3 separate regions of the Sus scrofa genome follow, and all the other regions are linked to region 1. A link is a contact called in public targeted proximity ligation data. All regions are on one chromosome and are shown on one strand. The core of a region is the stretch at or near the end of the contact, and the rest is flanking DNA. Distances in the headings are between cores, read along the strand shown. Region 1 overlaps GTF2IRD1 (general transcription factor II-I repeat domain-containing protein 1). Region 2 overlaps GTF2I (general transcription factor II-I). Region 3 overlaps GTF2I (general transcription factor II-I).

Region 1 (2,947 bases), core at 227-2,726:
AGGGATGTCATCAGGCAGGCCCGTGACCTCGACGGCGTCGGGGCTGTCTCGGATCAGTTTGTAAGGGACCAGCACAGGCCGGTTCAGGCCCAGGGCCTCACCTAGAGGGCACGGGGGTCAGGGCAAGGGACCCTGTCAAAGCCAAGCTCTCTGGGGGAAGGGCGGGGATGCAGCCCCACGCAGCAGCCACCACACCACAGAGAGCTCACACGTCAACACACACATCCCTTAAAAAAAACATCCAGTTAGCAAAACTAAAAATCCCACACCCAACACTGACAGCGAAACAGGTACTTTTACACCTGCCCAGTGTGCACACCCGGACCTCCCACTAACATTGTGTCAGGGAAAGTAAGTCCTGGAGTTCCCTGGTGGCTCAGTGGGTTAAGGATCCGGCATTGTCACTGCTGTGGCTTAGGTCATTGCTAGAATGCAGGTTTGATCCCTGGCCTGGGAGCTTTCACATGCCTCCAGTGTGGCCAAAAAAAAAAAAAAAAAAACCACACCTGGGAATTCCTGTTGTGGCGCGGCAGAAACGAATGCAACTAGTGTCCATGAGGTTGTGGGTTCGATCCCTGGCCTTGCTCAGTGGGTTAAGGATCCGGCATTGCTGTGAGCTGTGGTGAAGGTTGTAGATGCAGCTCAGATCTGGCGTTGCTGCCCGGCAGCTGCAGCTCCGATTAGACCCCTAGCCTGAGAACATCCATATGCCGCAGGTGCGGCCCTAAAAAAAACAAAAAAAGGTCCTTACTTAAGTATTTATGGATGAAATGACATGATGTCTCAGATTCCTTTTTTCCTCTTATGGTCACACCCCATGTCATATGGAAGTTCCCAGGCTGGGGGTCAAACCTGCACCTCCACAGTGACTGGAGCTGCTGCAGCCAGATTTTTTTTTTTTTTTTTTAAGTATAGTTGATTTATAACATTGTGCCAATTTCTGCTGTGGTCGAATTCTTTTTTTTTGGGGCCGCATCTGTGGCATATGGAAGTTCCCAGGCTAGGGGTCGAATCGGAGCAGCAGCGGCCAACCTACGCCACAGCCGCAGCAACTGGGGATCTGAGCTACATCTGTGACCTACACCGCAGCTCACAGCGACGCCAGATCCTTAACCCACTGAGCGAGACCAGGGATTGAAGCTACATCCTCAGGGATACTAGTCAGGTTCATAATCTGCTGGGCCACAACGGGAACTCCCTTAGGTTTGTTTTAAAATACTAAAACTATCAAAGCGAGCCTGAGGAAATGGATGAAATAAAATTGGCAAAATGCTGGTAAGTGCAGAAGCGGGGCGGGGGATGGTTGCATGGTGCGTCACTGCCTTGTTCTCTCTGGTTTTGTATGTTTGAAAACTGACTCCAAAATAAGAAGTGAAAAAGACACCGCAAACCACGAGCAGAGTTCCTGTTAGTCTCAAAATGAACCCCCCGCCTGCCCGCCTCTCCTCCCTCATTGGGATCCGCCTCCCACCAGCTCCCGTGCCTGGTCCCAGGCCCTCCTGCCTTCGCCCTGCTCCCTGAGCGGTTCCCTCCGCCTGGCAAACTTCTCTCTGATGTTTGTCCCCTCCTGACATTCAAGTCCTGGTGAAAACGTCCCTGGAGTTCCTGCTGTGGTGCAGTGGGTTAAGGATCAGAGTCAGTCCCTGGCCCAGGAACTTCCACATGCCATGGGTGCTCCTAACAAACAAAACAAACTAGGAGTTCCCGTCGTGGCACAGTGGTTAACGAATCTGACGAGGAACCATGAGGTTGCGGGTTTGGTCCCTGGCCTTGCTCAGTGGGTTAAGGATCCAGCATTGCTGTGAGCGGTGGTGTAGGTCGCAGATGTGGCTCGGATCCCGCGTTGCTGTGGCTCTGGCGTAGGCCGGTGGCTACAGCTCTGATTTGACCCCCAGCCTGGGAACCTCCATATGCCGCAGGTGCAGCCCTAGAAAAGGCAAAACGAACAAAAACGAAAAGAAAAACAAAAACAAACCAAAAAAACAAAACTCAAAAGTCCCTTCCTGCAAGGAGCCTTCTTGTTCACTGGTCCAGACGGGCTGTGACGACTCCCGTCTTAGCCGCAGCCTCCTCCCCCCACTTCTCCATTGGCCTGTTTTCCTGTCACCCTCTGCAATTCTTCTCTTTTTCCTACTGTCTTCTCTGCTACAGTACGAAGTGGAGATGATACTAATACATTCATCGCAAAGGACATGTAGAGCGAGCACCTGGTACCGCCTGGTTCTCAGTCATCTAGAAAACGCTCAACCCGTGGTAACAGTATTAGCAACTGCACCATCCTGGCTTCCGCCCTGGCACCTGGATGCCTTCTGCACAGGACCTGGAACCTCTCATTATTCCACCGCCAATTCCTCCCCCTACACTGAGGCCCCTGACGGCAGGGTCAGACCTCCCCCCCGCCTGGAATCTCAGGGCTGAGAGACAGCTGGGCAGACAAGCGTCTGCATGAACAAGCACTTGGCTGTGGGCCACGGCCTTTGCCACACAGCCCAGCGCTAGAGGAGCAGAAATGCTGACTGCCGTCCTTGCCGTGTGCACTGCGGATCGGGGGTTTTTCTCCTTTCTTGGATGGGAGAATGAGGGGTCAGCTCCCGACCGTCATGGGCAGGGCCACTATGTCCCCAGGGAGCGGGCAGGCCAGCTGGGGGCATCTGGAGGCCAGGCTGGCTGCGGAGGGCAGGGGTCTCCTCTCCCCAAGGAAGGCAGCCCCCCACCCCCCCGCCACGACCCTGCCCTCCCCCGAGACGCACTGACCGTATTTCTCGTTGAAAAGCTCCTTCACCTGCTCCCGGAGGATCACCTTCTCCCCGAGTCTGTTGGCATCATCTTCATCTGCGAGAGGAAGACAAGGGGGCACAAGGGTCAGTGTGGCCTCTGCCAGCGGACACGCTTCTTCTCCCACGTGGCGGCCCAGACCCTCACCTGCGGGAACAGGCTCTCCAGGGCC
Region 2 (3,074 bases), core at 138-2,637, 110 kb before region 1:
ATGGTGTAGGTTGGCAGCTACAGCTCTGATTCGACCCCTAGCCTGGGAACCTCCATATGCCAGAGGCGCAGCCCTAAAAGACCAAAAAAAAATAAAAAATAAAAAAAAATAAAAAAAATAAAATTTCAACCTAAATTATAATCTCCATCAAAATCCCCACAAGGTTTTTTGAACGAATCAATTTTTTAAATTTATATGAAAAGGAGCTAAAATAGGCAAAATAATATTGAAAAAGAAGAACAATTCTGGTGGACTGACAATCTGATTTTAAGACATACTATATAAACTATAATACTCAAGACAATGTAATTTTGACAAAAGGATATACATAGAGATCAGAATAACAAAATGTACCCAAGAAAACGGACAGATGTAAAGGTAATGCAATAGCACAAGACCAGTCGAAAACAAAAGGTGCTAGAAAAACCTGATATCCATACATGTAAGTTTGAACACGGCGTTTTGCACACTACACAAAAATTAGGTCTAAATCAATCACATACCTAAATGTAAAACTATAAAAACTTTTACAAAACAGAGAAGAAAAGTCTTTGTGATGTTGGGTCCAGCCAAGATTCTTAGCTATAAAACTTATGCACAATTGATACAAGGGGAAAAAAATCAGTAAGACGGACATCGTCAAATTAATCTAGTTGCATATCACATCACAGAGAATTTTTATTTAGAAATACAAAAATAAATGCCAAAGCTCAATTATTAAGAAAAATATTGAAATTGCATGTACTATATGTATCTCTTAGCCTAGATGAAAAACTAATTGCCTGGCTCCCCAGCCTCTTCAACTGAACTTATAATATTATCATTTCTGGCAAACTTCTCACTCTACAAACATCTAATTCTTATTACTCAGGCATTACCTTAAATCACTCATACTCTCTTATTCCAAAGGTGGACAAAAAAAGTTTCCATAAACATGACTGATAACAGCAAAGCTAAAAAGGTAATACTAAAGATTTAAGGCAGACTTTTTATTTTAAAAATTAAATGTGTTAAAAATATTTTATTAAGCAATATTAATTAAATATATGTACACATATTAGAGTCAGGTACCAAGAACTGTTATAAAGGCTAAATATTTTAACTTTTTAATTAAAAATTCTCAGAATTATCTCAACTTTCTGACCATGCAAATTACTAACGTCACAAGCAAGAAAACACTCAACGCTAACAGGTAAAAATTACAAAATTCACAAGGACACAATTTAATTTATATACATACAGACATTCACATGATTGCAAACCAGAACAAATTTCTTCTTAACTTTGGTAATACTCCAGAACGGATAAAGCCTTATTCTTTTAAATGAAGTAAACCTATTAAGCAAATGCAACTTAAAACCGGAAGGAGGCATCATAAGACACCCACTTAGAGCAGCTAAAAATAACAACGCAAACTGTACAAGTGCTGACATAGATGTGGAGCAACCAGAACCACTGTAACTGCCGATGAAAATGTAAAACAATGTAAAAGCACAATGGAGAACAGTTTGATGATTTCTTCAACAAAAGTTATATACCTACCACAGATCCCAGCTATTCGAGTTCTAGGAATCTACTCAAGAGAAATGAAGGCATATTTCCACACAAATGTTCATAGTAGCTTTATTGTTAATAGCCCCAAACTGGAAACAACCAAAATGTCCATCAACAGACGGAGGGACAAATAAATTGTAGTATAGCCATAAAATGGAATAACACTCAGCAATAAAATGGAATTAGCTCTTGATATATGCAACACTACGGATGGATGAATTTCAAAAGAATTATGTGAAATTTAGAAAGCCACAGCTGCCCAACCCAAGAAAACCGTACATACTTCATGGTGATTCCATTTTATGTAAATTTCTTTAAAATGCAAACTAATCTAAAACGACAGAAAATATATCAGTGGTTGGCTGAGGAAGACACTGAATTACTAAGGGACTTGAGGAAACTCGGGGGGGTATGGACATTTCATCATCCTGATTGCAGTGAAGATGGTTTTATGGGCATATACATGAACTGATCAGATCACATTAGTTCAAATGTTTAGTGTACTTTATGCAACTATAAAAACTAAACTCACCATACACTACAGAGGTTGCTCTAAACTAAAGCCCCTCGATGCATAAAAGCAAACTGCATTGTGAAACTATGACCTTTAATTCTTTCCTAATAATCAAGCAAATGTACAAAACAACTAAAACTTATTAATGTCTTATCTTTCATAGATTTTTAACATAATAAAAATGTGAATATAGTTATTTTTGTTGCACAAATAGAACTCTCCGAGGATCAAAAGATCTCTCATGCCATGCAAATAACTCTGGAAATTAGAATTGAATTCTAAATTGTGCCACAACTTTCTCTTGTCCTTTTAAGACTACTACTAATGGTTATTTAACATTTTCCCCATAGTTTATTTTATTGCCCCATTTTTTAAAATCTATTTTATTTCAGTAATAAACTATAAGCGTACATACTATTTAAGGACCAATCAATGAAACTATTAATATCAACGCATCTAAGGAACTCACATTACTTTTAACCACCAATAACTTCCGGAAAGAAAAACCATTTCAAGTACCTTGAATGTTATATTGATAGTAATCAGGATCTTCTGATTCTTCCTTTACTGTCACAGCTGCCATTTCCAGAGAAATACCTGTAAAGTAAATCGAATTATATAATTACACATCAGGGCATCCAGCTAGTGTAAGGAAATCCCTTTGGCTCTCCTATTAAGACAGGATAATTCATACATATTTTATGGGCTTCCAAAAGACGAGTTTCCTAGGTGGGAGGTGGACAAAAATCACCTAAAACCCAACCTAGACAAAGGTTTAACTACTACTGCTCTTCTGGGATTACTAATGTTAAACTCGTTCTGTCAAGCTTTTATCTTTGCAATTAAAGGTAATTAGTCACATTCTATTTTCACTCAATATTAAAAATACTTTCACAAACAACTGAAAAATTACCTATAAACATCAATTTTATTGTCTCAATATTCAAGAGTGAAGATGGCATACTTTTAACCATTTTAATACTAAGATACATTGATTTTATTAAGA
Region 3 (2,945 bases), core at 199-2,698, 120 kb before region 1:
CAGTTTGAATTAATTTGAATTAAGTCATTATCAATTTCCCCTTCACCACACTCTCAGAGAGCTGTCTAGAATTATAGCGGATTTTAAATTTTTCAAAAAAAAGGCTTTAATGGAGACAGCTACCAACAACTGTACAAATATGTAAGAGGGAGAAATTACAGCTTGAATGGAAAAATATTTAAGCTTATACAAAATTCAAGCATACACGAAGGAGGCTGAACAACTAGATGTCAAACACTTTTAACAAACAGAACTAAAATAAGATCACAGTATTTGTGAAACGGGTTATTTGTTGATTTCATTCAAAACAAAAACTACATATGTACAATGTGAGCAATCGGATGTTTAAGCACAGAATGTAGACTACCCAAGACATCTGTAGTAAGAGCTCATGCTAACATCTTTGTGGCGATGCCTATGACTCAACTCTGCTCACACTTCAACACATCTAGTGCTAGAATTAAGGACACAGGATCAAATAAGAAAAGCTATTCCTGCCGTCTTCCATCCCCGAAAATATCAGATGGTACACTGCTAAGATTTTTGCTCAAACACTGCCTGTACATTATCAAAAAAGACCATTTTAAGAAATCTGTACTTAAATGTGGGATCAAGAAAACAATCACTGAGTGAAGGGCAAAAGTGGGAACAAAAAGATACCATTCAAATGTAAGTAATTATCCTTTTTCAGTCGAATTCTCATTCTTATTTTATAGCTAAAGAGGATCAGAGACTGTTAATGTGACTTAATCACACCACACCCTAGATAGTACAGCTGTCTAGGTTATGGGTAAAAGTTTTTTCAGTTAAACTAACAGGTTAACTCTCAAAAAATAACAAAAGGAGTATCTGCCATGGTGCAACAGGTTAAGAATCTGACTGCAAACAGCTCAGGCCACTGCAAAGGTGGGGGTTCAAGCCCCAGCCCAGCACAGTGGTGTAAAGTATCTGGTGTTGCTTACACCTGTAGCTCAGGTTTCAATTCCTGGCCCAGGAGCTTCCATGTGACATGGATGTGGCCATTTAAGAAGGAAGGAAGGAAGGAAGAAAGAAAGAAACCCAAATTCAGCCTAATACACAATTTTGCTTTGGACAGCATGGGTTTTAAATATACTTTGTACGTTAACTGAGGGAAAAACTGAAGCCTAAAATGCTTAAATCTCACTCTCATCACACATCAGAGAACACAGTCATTGCTGCTCTTGTTCACTGACTGTGTTCTTCCTCTCCAGATTGTGCGGGCAGGTGGAAGGTTGGTTTCAGGACCACTGTGGGTACCAACCCCACGGATGCTCAAGTCACTTACATAAACAGGCATGTTATTCACATATAACCTTTGAATATCTTCCCTTATACTTTAAGTTATCTCTAGGCTACAATGTAAATGCACACAGTTGCTCGGCCTTTGGGAAGATCAACTTTTGCTTTCTGTTTTGGTTGCACCCAGAGCATGTGGAAGTTCCCAGGCCAGGGATCAAACCAGTGCCAACGGCAGTAATAACACAGGATCATTAACCGGCTAGGCTAGCAGGGAACTCCAAGTTTTGCTTTTGAGAATTTTCTAAAATTTCTGCTCAAATATTTTCAACCCACAGTTGGTTAAATCAGCAGAGGCTCAAATGCAGTATCAACAAATATTCTGGTAACCTGAAAGCATTTACTGACTAGGCTAACCAATAGAAGAAAGGTATCGACGTCACCAATACCAGATTAGAACCCACTTTATGTGCTGGCAAATATAAAAACGATACTTTAGGGGATGCAATTTCAGGAAAAAGTTATATAAACAACTTAGGACACTACAGAAAACAATTTAAAAATAGCAAATTGCTAGTAAAATAAAACTTGACTATGTCATTGGGGCTCATAATTATTAAATTACTACAAGGATTATAAATGGTCAAAAGATTCTACAATAGGTTACTAGAGAATTAGATTCAAACTAACAAGATACATTTTGAAAACATTAGGTTTCACTAATGTTTAGCTTTCAATTACGAAAACAGACTGAAAAAAGTCTGTCTTTTATAATCTGCAAAAGGATTTTTAGAAGAGTATTTTTATGCTAGTTTTGCAAAGGGTAAAATGAAATATACTCATTTCATCTATGAATATTATTAAAGCATTTTATTTTATTTTCGTCTTTTTAGGGCCACACCCATGGCATATGGAGGTTCCCAGGCTAGGAGTTGAACTGGAGCTATAGTCGCTGGCCTACACCACAGCCACAGCAATGCGAGACCTGAGTCCTGTCTGCGACATGGCAGTGCCAGATCCTTAACTCTGTAAGCAAGGCCAGGGACTGAACTCACATCCTCATGGATATTAGTTGGGTTCCTTTTTCCTCTGAGCCACAATGGGAACGCCCAGTATTAGTGTTTCTTTAGAAACACTGAGCTGTGACCTTTAAAAGAAAAGTATTTGGGGAGTTCCCACTGTGGTGCAGTGGGTTAAGGATCCAGCTGTTGCCACAGCCATGGCTGGGATTTGATTCCTGGCCTGGGAAGTTCTGTGTGCAACAGTACGGCAATAAATTAAAAAAAAGAAAAGAAAAGGTATTTTCCTGTTAGGCTAATGTCACCTAAGTATTTCTGTAAAGATTATCATTTAATCTCATTGTCATATAATCTCATTGTATTATATAAAATGAAAACTGAAAGAGTATAAAATAATAAAGAAAATAGAGCTTTAGGATGGTAATGAAAAAGCAGTGCTCTCCTGGATTAACCTCAATTAGAATCAGAATGGTTTGAAATTGAGGCCAAAGACAAAGAGCAAGACAGCTTTTCTTTAGTGTCCAAGACCTCATTTCTTCAATGAAATTAACTTACGTTAAAACAAAGGCATTTAATAGTATAAACATTACATAAAAGTAACCTCATCAACCATAAGTAGAAAGGAGAAAATCTAGAAGAGTGTTGGGGTTTTTTTTGTCTTTTTAGGGC

Evidence for each region.
Region 2: a contact with region 1 is called in a targeted proximity ligation map of alveolar macrophages. A contact is called at or near these places in 1 of 5 promoter capture datasets (fetal skeletal muscle), 2 of 47 Hi-C or Micro-C datasets (epiblast stem cells and heart right ventricle) and 1 of 2 datasets of targeted methods (alveolar macrophages).
Region 3: a contact with region 1 is called in a targeted proximity ligation map of alveolar macrophages. A contact is called at or near these places in 1 of 5 promoter capture datasets (fetal skeletal muscle) and 1 of 2 datasets of targeted methods (alveolar macrophages).

What each region holds. Positions count from the first base shown.
Region 1 is chr3:11,643,925-11,646,871 of Sscrofa11.1, reverse strand. It overlaps GTF2IRD1 (general transcription factor II-I repeat domain-containing protein 1), which reads right to left. Exons shown (of 26, transcript XM_021086345.1): 23 at 2,755-2,832; 24 at 1-101. Among named protein-coding and RNA genes, the nearest start is that of GTF2I, 12 kb to the left of the region's middle.
Region 2 is chr3:11,749,959-11,753,032 of Sscrofa11.1, reverse strand. GTF2I (general transcription factor II-I) reads right to left here. Exons shown (of 33, transcript XM_021086344.1): 9 at 2,588-2,665. Among named protein-coding and RNA genes, the nearest start is that of NCF1, 69 kb to the left of the region's middle.
Region 3 is chr3:11,768,699-11,771,643 of Sscrofa11.1, reverse strand. All of the region lies in intron 10 of GTF2I (general transcription factor II-I), which reads right to left. Among named protein-coding and RNA genes, the nearest start is that of NCF1, 50 kb to the left of the region's middle.